Regions from separate parts of the Sus scrofa genome. Here region 1 is linked to region 2. The links are chromatin contacts, called in public Hi-C maps. All regions are on one chromosome and are shown on one strand. Each heading gives the region's core, a stretch centred on a gene start, on an enhancer-like site or on the middle of the called end of the contact. The rest is flanking DNA. Distances are from core to core; before and after follow the strand shown.

Region 1 (3,552 bases), core at 697-3,196, 210 kb after region 2:
TTTGGGCAGTGAAACATCTGTACGATACCAAAAAGGAGGGCATGTGTCACTCTACATTTGTCAAATCCCACAAAATGTACAACACCAGGAGTGAACCCTAATGTAAACTATGGACCTTGGGTGATAATGACATGTCAATGTAAGGTCATCAACTGTAACATATATACCACCTGGTGGGGGATGTTGATCCTGGGGCAGTCTATTCACATGTGGGGGCAGAAAGTATGTAAATGGGAAATCTTTGTACCTTCCCCTCAGTTTTAGATCTCACACGTGAACCTAAAACTTTTCTTAAAATAAGGTCTATTTAAAAGACAATTATGAGATGATGATGATAATGATGATGATAAGGAGACTGAGTATGTCCTATAACAAAACCCATGTGAAACTGTTCTATACAGAAAACCCTCGGGGCGGGGGGAATCGCATCAATTTCCTCATTCCCCAACCTAGGTATCTGTAATTTACTATTTGAGTCATCTAGTACACAAAGGGAATTTTTTTCTATATTCAAAAAAACTTTCCCAACGTGTATGATTAACTATTTTAATAGTTAACTGGAAATACAGTAATCAAAAATTAAGGCAGATGAAAACATCTGTCTCTATGTAACACATGTCCCTCTAAGGTCAAACTGGGTGAAAATAAATAGCCAATCTGGCAACCAAATAAAACTACAAAGCAACAAACACAGTATAAACACTCTGAAAAGTGTTTCTAAAAGATAAAGTGAACTACTCCTAGAAAACAGACATTGAAAAAAAGAAAAAAAGAGAGCTTGAAAAGGAAATTATCTTGTGCTAAAAATCACATTCTTTATTCATCCACTGATTAAAGCCTTTCAGATCTTAAAAAAATAATAATAATAAAATGAACATTTAAAAGGTTTCATGTGAAATTTATACTCTAGTATTTTAATACATGAAAAAGCACCTTCCTTTCTGTTAGGTTTCAAAGCAGCTGCTTCATTTATCTGCAACATATATGTTTCTTACAAGTCTCTGGATGAACACACACAGAAAATATGGAGCACTTCAGTTGCATCTCTGTGATCACTGTATAGGCCTAGGCCCACCATACCAAATGAAGAAGAGCTAACGTGTTGACATCTGTTTTAGGCTAAAAATGGAAATTGTGAAGTTCTTTCCTCTTCCAAGAGTTCCCTGGAATGGATCAAAAGGCTTCAAAAGACTTGGCACCAAGGGAAATTCTAGGCAACATCTACACAGCACAAAATGAAATGGAGACTTGGCACCTTCCTAAAGAATTAGGGCTGTGTTGACCACTGCAAAAAGGGGGCCTTAACTGGCCCTTTGTGACCAGAGAGGCCAATGTAATTCACAAAGCTCCAGATTTTGCCTTTCTGGGGATCTATAATATTAACTTTTCATACAACCCCAACAAAAACTCCTTGCCTTTAGTGTGGCTAGACCATGACTAAACATCTAGGTTGGGCCAGGTCCTCTGGGGTGCAAATGGCCAAATCTCCCAGATGAGTGAGGCAAAGCCTTGTCTGGAGACTGAATTTAGAAGTCACTTTCCGGATCTTTTTTTTTTTTTTCACACCAAATCAACTCTGCCTGTGAAGGTTTACTTTTCTTGAGGCTGAGTCAGGATGAACCAGCCTTTGCAGGTGGAGCAGTTATTTGAGAGCCCACCATTCTATACAAGGGGTCTTTAGATGTAAAGCAGAAGCATTTTTGTTTTGCCTTTGAGTTGGGGTGAAGCACAAAGAATTGACTTGTTTCTCCTCCAAAGTTAAAGGACCAAACCCCAAGACAACCAAAATGTTGGAATTGTTTGTCATTTCCAAGTTGAAAGAAAGCAAAATGTGACTACTCAGAGCTCTATCTTTCCCTGATTAAAGCGATCCTGCCCTTTGAATTGCTACACAGGATACTGTTCTGTGGGGCTCACTCACAGGGCTGTAATAAGTCACAACAGCTTGGCACCTCGCCCAACAAAACACAAACTCCTGAAGTCTTGAGCTTTCCCATGGCAACATCACAGTCACCAACACAGCAAACAATCGCTCCAATCCCTACTCCCGCTCCCTTTTTCTAAGAGCAAAGGATATCATTGCAGCCAGTCTCCTAGAACCGTGCTAATTATCATCTATGAAAGGAGATAGCGACAGAGATCAAGTTGCCTTCAGCGCCGAACTTAAAATGAGATCAAAGGCAGGGTAACTACAGGAGCATACGGAAGTTCAACTTATACTTTCGCTTTCAAAGAAAAGACAGAAGCTTTATGTAAAGTATATTCCTTAAGGATTAATGTGCCTTGCTGCCCTGATTACCAAGTGGCTCTGGCTGGCCAGCAACCTTCATACAAAACTCCCATTCACTTTAGCCCAGTCGTTTTCTCTCTGTCTTTCTCTCTCTCTCTCTTTCTCGACAGCAGAGGGGGGTGGGGTAGGGGGGAAATGCCATCTTAAAGCTGCAGCTCGACCACATTCCTGAAACTGCAAAACTGGAAGTGTTTTCAAACCTCAGCTGCTTTCTCCAGCGGAATGCTCATTCTGCTCAGATGGGAAGGCCGCTGAGTTCCAGAGCTGGGTGGCAGCTCCCTATTGCAGATTAAAGCAGCGCCACTTCCTTTATGACCGCCTCTTTTCAGATTCAAATAACATCCTTGGGGGTGACCATCTCTTCTCACAAAAAACCGTCTGGGCTCCCACAAATCTCCTACAAGAGTAATCTCTTTGTGTATTAATTTGATTTTAGGTCCTTGGATGGCTCCTGACAGTTCAGGAGCAGAACTAATACCAAACCCCAAGAGAATAAATAGTCTGGGACTCATGGGTGGCTATCACTGTGCTAGGGGGTGGGGAAGGCAAGGAAGAGTCCTGGCTTCATGTGGTTTTGCACTCTGCTTGTTCCACTCTGATCCATAGTGAAGCCCTGCATGTGCTTGTGGAGGATTTTATAATTCTAGACACAAATCTTAGCCAGGGCCACAGACTACATTTGGGATCCCCCAACCTCAGAATTAGAATAAAAATTTCAGAGGAGGTTCTGTTTCAGCACAGCTACAATTTGGGGGGAGGGGTTCGTCCATGTAATAAAGAATATAAAACACTAATGACAAGGTATGGAAGTAATTATACCAAGATATTTCAATGATATCCTAAACCAAGAACGGGACAAAAAAAAAAAAAAAAAAAAATCCAGCGAGTCGCTAAACAATAGCAGGATTCTAAAATGTAACTGAAGCCTTTTGAACATACATATGGGTGACTGCTGTATCATTCAAGACATTTAAATACCCCCATATCTACACTATGGACAATTTAAATAATTATGGTGTTACATTAAATTCTGGCCTCAACTTTTCACTTACTATATACTTGATTATGTTTTATTCTCTATTATCCCACCATTCCCCAAACCCCACAATCTAATGATGTAATTTTTATCATTAAGAAACTTATTGTAGGACTTCCTGCTGTGACTCAGGGGAAACAAATATGACTGGTATCCATGAGGATGCAGGTTTGATCCCTGGCTTCGCTCAGTGGTTTAAGGATCCAGCATTGCTATGAGCTGTGGT
Region 2 (3,676 bases), core at 1,056-3,555:
TAGGGGCCCATGAAAATGTTGCAATTTGAGATGGAAGAAAAACTGAACTTTAAGATTGAGGAGATGTTTTAATATATAACATATATTATATATTAATAAATGTATGTATGATATATATTATATATTATCATTATATATTATAATATCTATAATATTTATCTTTTTTTTTCTTTTTAGGGCTGCGCCCACAGCATACACAAGTTTCCGGGCTAGGGGCTGAATCGGAGCTGCAGCTGCTGGCCTATACCACAGCCACAGCCGCACCAGATCTGTGCCACATCTGCAGCCTACACCACAACTCACAGCAATGCCAGATCCTTAACCCACTGAGCAGGGCCAGGGACTGAACCTGCATCCTTATGGATACTCATTGGGTTCTTTACCACTGAGCCACAACGGGAACTCCCATGGTATTTATCCTGACGTGCATGGTCATAAAGCCGAATTTTTAAAATTCTATAAGGAAGAAGGGACTTTCAAAAGCAAAAGTGCCTAGGAGTTCCCTAGTGGCTCAGTGGATTAAGGATCCAGGGTTGTCACTGCTGTGACACAAGTTTAAACACTGTCTGGGGAACTTCCGGATGCCAAAGGTGTGGCCGAAAAAGAGGAAAAAAAGGAAGAGTGCCTAAGGCCCACCAAAAGCTCTCACCTCAGAACTAAGATGTATGGAATGCTTTTTGTTTGTTTGTTTTTGTTTTTTAGATGGCCGCACACACAGCAAGTGGAAGTTCCAGGGGTAGGGATCAAATGGACGCCTCTGAGCAAGCCGAACTGCTGCAGTCAGATTCCTAACACTGTGCCACAGGGGGAACTCCTTGAATGCTTATTTTAAGACAAGTGCTCTTAAAACAATAGTTGTGTACAGTCCCACTTAATCTTGTCACAACTCTCTGAACATGTATTCTGATCCTCATTTTCTAAGGGAAGAAACAGCAGCTCCTAACATTCAGATTACATAGTGAAGGATACAGAGGCAGGCTGCCAACCCTGGTCTGTCTGGTTCCAAAGTCCTCTTAATCACTAACCACACTGCTTGCTTTCAATTTGCCACATGCCTACACTGTCCTTGACACAGTGGACACGGAGAGCCAAGACAAAAGCAGAGCAGAATGAGGATGTACGGCAGGCACAGGGCGAGGTTAACAGCATTCGGGTCTCATAGGGATGGATGGTGTGGAGACAGTGATGATGTCATTGGTTGGAAGTTGACGGTGAAAGCTCAGGGCATCACCCTCGAAGCTCCAGTATAAGAAAGGAAAGAAGAGTTCCCCGGTGGCTCAGCAGGTTAAGGATCCAATGTTGTCACTGCTGTGGCTCTGGTTACTGCTGTGGTATGGATTCAATCCCTGGTCTGGGAATTTCTGTGTGCCTTGGGGGTGGCCAAAAACAAAATAAGATTTAAAAAAAAAAAAGAAAGGGAGGGGACAAAGGGTCACTTGGTCAGTCAAAAAGATTCACAGAGGGATTCCGGTTGGGGCTCAGCAGTAACAAACCCAACTAGTATCCAAGAGGACTAGGTTCGACCGGGACCTTGCTCAGTGGTTTAAGGATCCGGTGTTCCTGTGAGCTGCGGTGTTGGTTGCAGACATGGTTCAGATCTCGTGTTGCTGTGGCTGTGGCATAGGCTGGCAGCTGCAGCTCCGATTCGACCCCTGGCCTGGGAACCTCCATATGCTGCAGGTATGGCCCTAAAAAAATGAGGAAAAAAAAAAGATTCACTGAGTATGCAGAGAGGATTCTGAACTATACCTTATCCAAAGATCCCTGGCAGGAGAGAAAATATGGAAACAGCTAAGCCAGTGGGAAAACATAAGGGCTTCAAATGAGTGCTACTTCTCAATAGTTACACTTTTCCCATCACCTGGCTGGACTGAGAAGCACTTTTTGTTTTGTTCAACAAACCTGCACCCCCAATTATCACATTTAATCTGTGAGATTATGCATCTAACATCCCCTTCTCTAGCCGTCCAAGGAAAAGACTTCTTTGGGGAAAGATTTCAGCACAGCAAGTCTAGCCTGGTTTGCAAATGACACAGGAATCGCTATACTTTCCTTCGCTGAGATCCAGCAGACTGCTTCTTTTCCCTCTCGGCCTTGTTCTGACTCTGCTATTTGAACACCTCGACTCTATGCGAGCGAGGCCTGCAGTCTCCACTGGGGGAAGGCGTAGGCCTGAGCAGGACCCAGACACAGTGGCCTGCCCGCCCCAAGGGCCACGGATGGAGGTGCCAAGAAACCTATGGACAAGGAAAAGCTGACACACAGTGGCATCGGGGCTGGAGTCCCCTGGTAAACTCTCCTTTTTAAACAGCTGTGCTGTCCTCTTCCAAAGGACTCGAAACATAAACTTCCTGGAGGGATCTGAGAACACCATTATTGCACAATCCACTGCTTTCTGTTTCTTTCCCTGCCCCCAACCCTTTGCACAAAATAAATGCATTCTTTGTCTCCAGTGCTGCCCTAGAAACAGGGAATATGCCACACAAAGGTAACAATTCACTCCATAGGTCACATTTTTTCTCCCTCAAGATTTCTGTCTTTCTCAATAAGACATAAACATGGGAACCAAATTTACCACTGCTTAGATGCTCAAAAGATCATCTATAAACTTTCCGCAGGCCACTTTACTCATGGATGATTAGAGAAACGGTTGAGGATAGATAAAATGAGAAAAAGATCAACACCCCCCCAATCATTTATGACTCTTGATTTGATTCTTGAAGTGAAATGTCTGAGATCCTGAAACAGTAAATCCAGGTTCATCACAGTACTTGAAGGTAAGAATAATCCTTTCCCGGCTCTCCTGCCCCCAAACAAATGAGGTGGGGTTTTATGGCTTTCACTGAAGATATCAAAAAGCTCCTACTTCGTATTTGGCCTTTGCAGAGTTCTGAGCTTCTCTGTATTGCTTCCCTGTATTGCAAAGTATTGTTGTTTTCTGTCCATATAGCAATTAGATTTGCCCAACTAGATTTTTAAGCCCTTTGAACATGGGCTCTGCATCTTATACTTGACTAGTTCCTTTCAGTACTTGCCACAATGCTGGGCGTATTCTAGATGTTCAAATAGTAGCTGGCTAGATGATCTCAGTCCTTGGGAAGCTGGACCCTTCTAACTACTGAGCAGAAAAACAATGGTCAGGAGAAGGCTGTGGCAAATATTTTCATATCCAATTCACAAGTAATTTAATGGTTCCACTAGAGTGATCACTTTCTTCTGACCCCTGAAGCCAAGGAACGAGAAGCCCTGCAAACCGGAACCACGTTGCCATCCTCATAAACCAAGTGTGAAGGCGTATGCCAAGCTCTGTGATGGACTCCAGGTGGTGCTGAGCCTCCTGAAGGGCTGCCAAAGCCAGGATGCGATACTAAGCCCCTCCTGACTCCATGCCCTAGGTGAATGAAGCCACTGCAGCTGTGAGGAAGTTGGGTATACTTCCTATAGGATTTCTCAGAAACTTCCACGTTTACTCCTTCAGAATAATGTACTGTGTGTGTGTGTGTGTGTGTGTGTGTGAGAGAGAGAGAGAGAGAGAGAGAGAGAGAAGGTGTCAGGGAAGGCTTATTAGATCTATCTGGAAAAGTTCTTCCATAATTTTGTTCCATAATGTCTGGACTCTGAGAAATGTGACGATTTAGGACCACAAAAAAGTTTTTTTTTTTTTTTAATGAAACCA

The links. A called contact is a pair of places that touch in the nucleus more often than the background predicts.
Region 1: a contact with region 2 is called in a Hi-C map of liver, with 2.2 times the contacts expected there. The contact joins two enhancer-like sites. A contact is called at or near these places in 1 of 47 Hi-C or Micro-C datasets (liver) and 1 of 2 datasets of contacts at active chromatin or transcription factors (alveolar macrophages).

Annotation. Positions count from the first base shown.
Region 1 is chr9:28,332,970-28,336,521 of Sscrofa11.1, forward strand. The region is part of intron 1 of MAML2 (mastermind-like protein 2); the gene reads right to left. Among named protein-coding and RNA genes, the nearest start is that of MAML2, 38 kb to the right of the region's middle. Within about 2 kb of position 1,947, at least 72 of the 83 cell types and tissues checked have an H3K27ac peak or open chromatin away from gene starts, as enhancers often do. A contact at or near this core is called in alveolar macrophages and liver, where this site is marked.
Region 2 is chr9:28,126,301-28,129,976 of Sscrofa11.1, forward strand. The region is part of intron 1 of MAML2 (mastermind-like protein 2); the gene reads right to left. Among named protein-coding and RNA genes, the nearest start is that of MTMR2, 150 kb to the left of the region's middle. Within about 2 kb of position 2,306, at least 30 of the 83 cell types and tissues checked have an H3K27ac peak or open chromatin away from gene starts, as enhancers often do. A contact at or near this core is called in alveolar macrophages and liver, where this site is marked.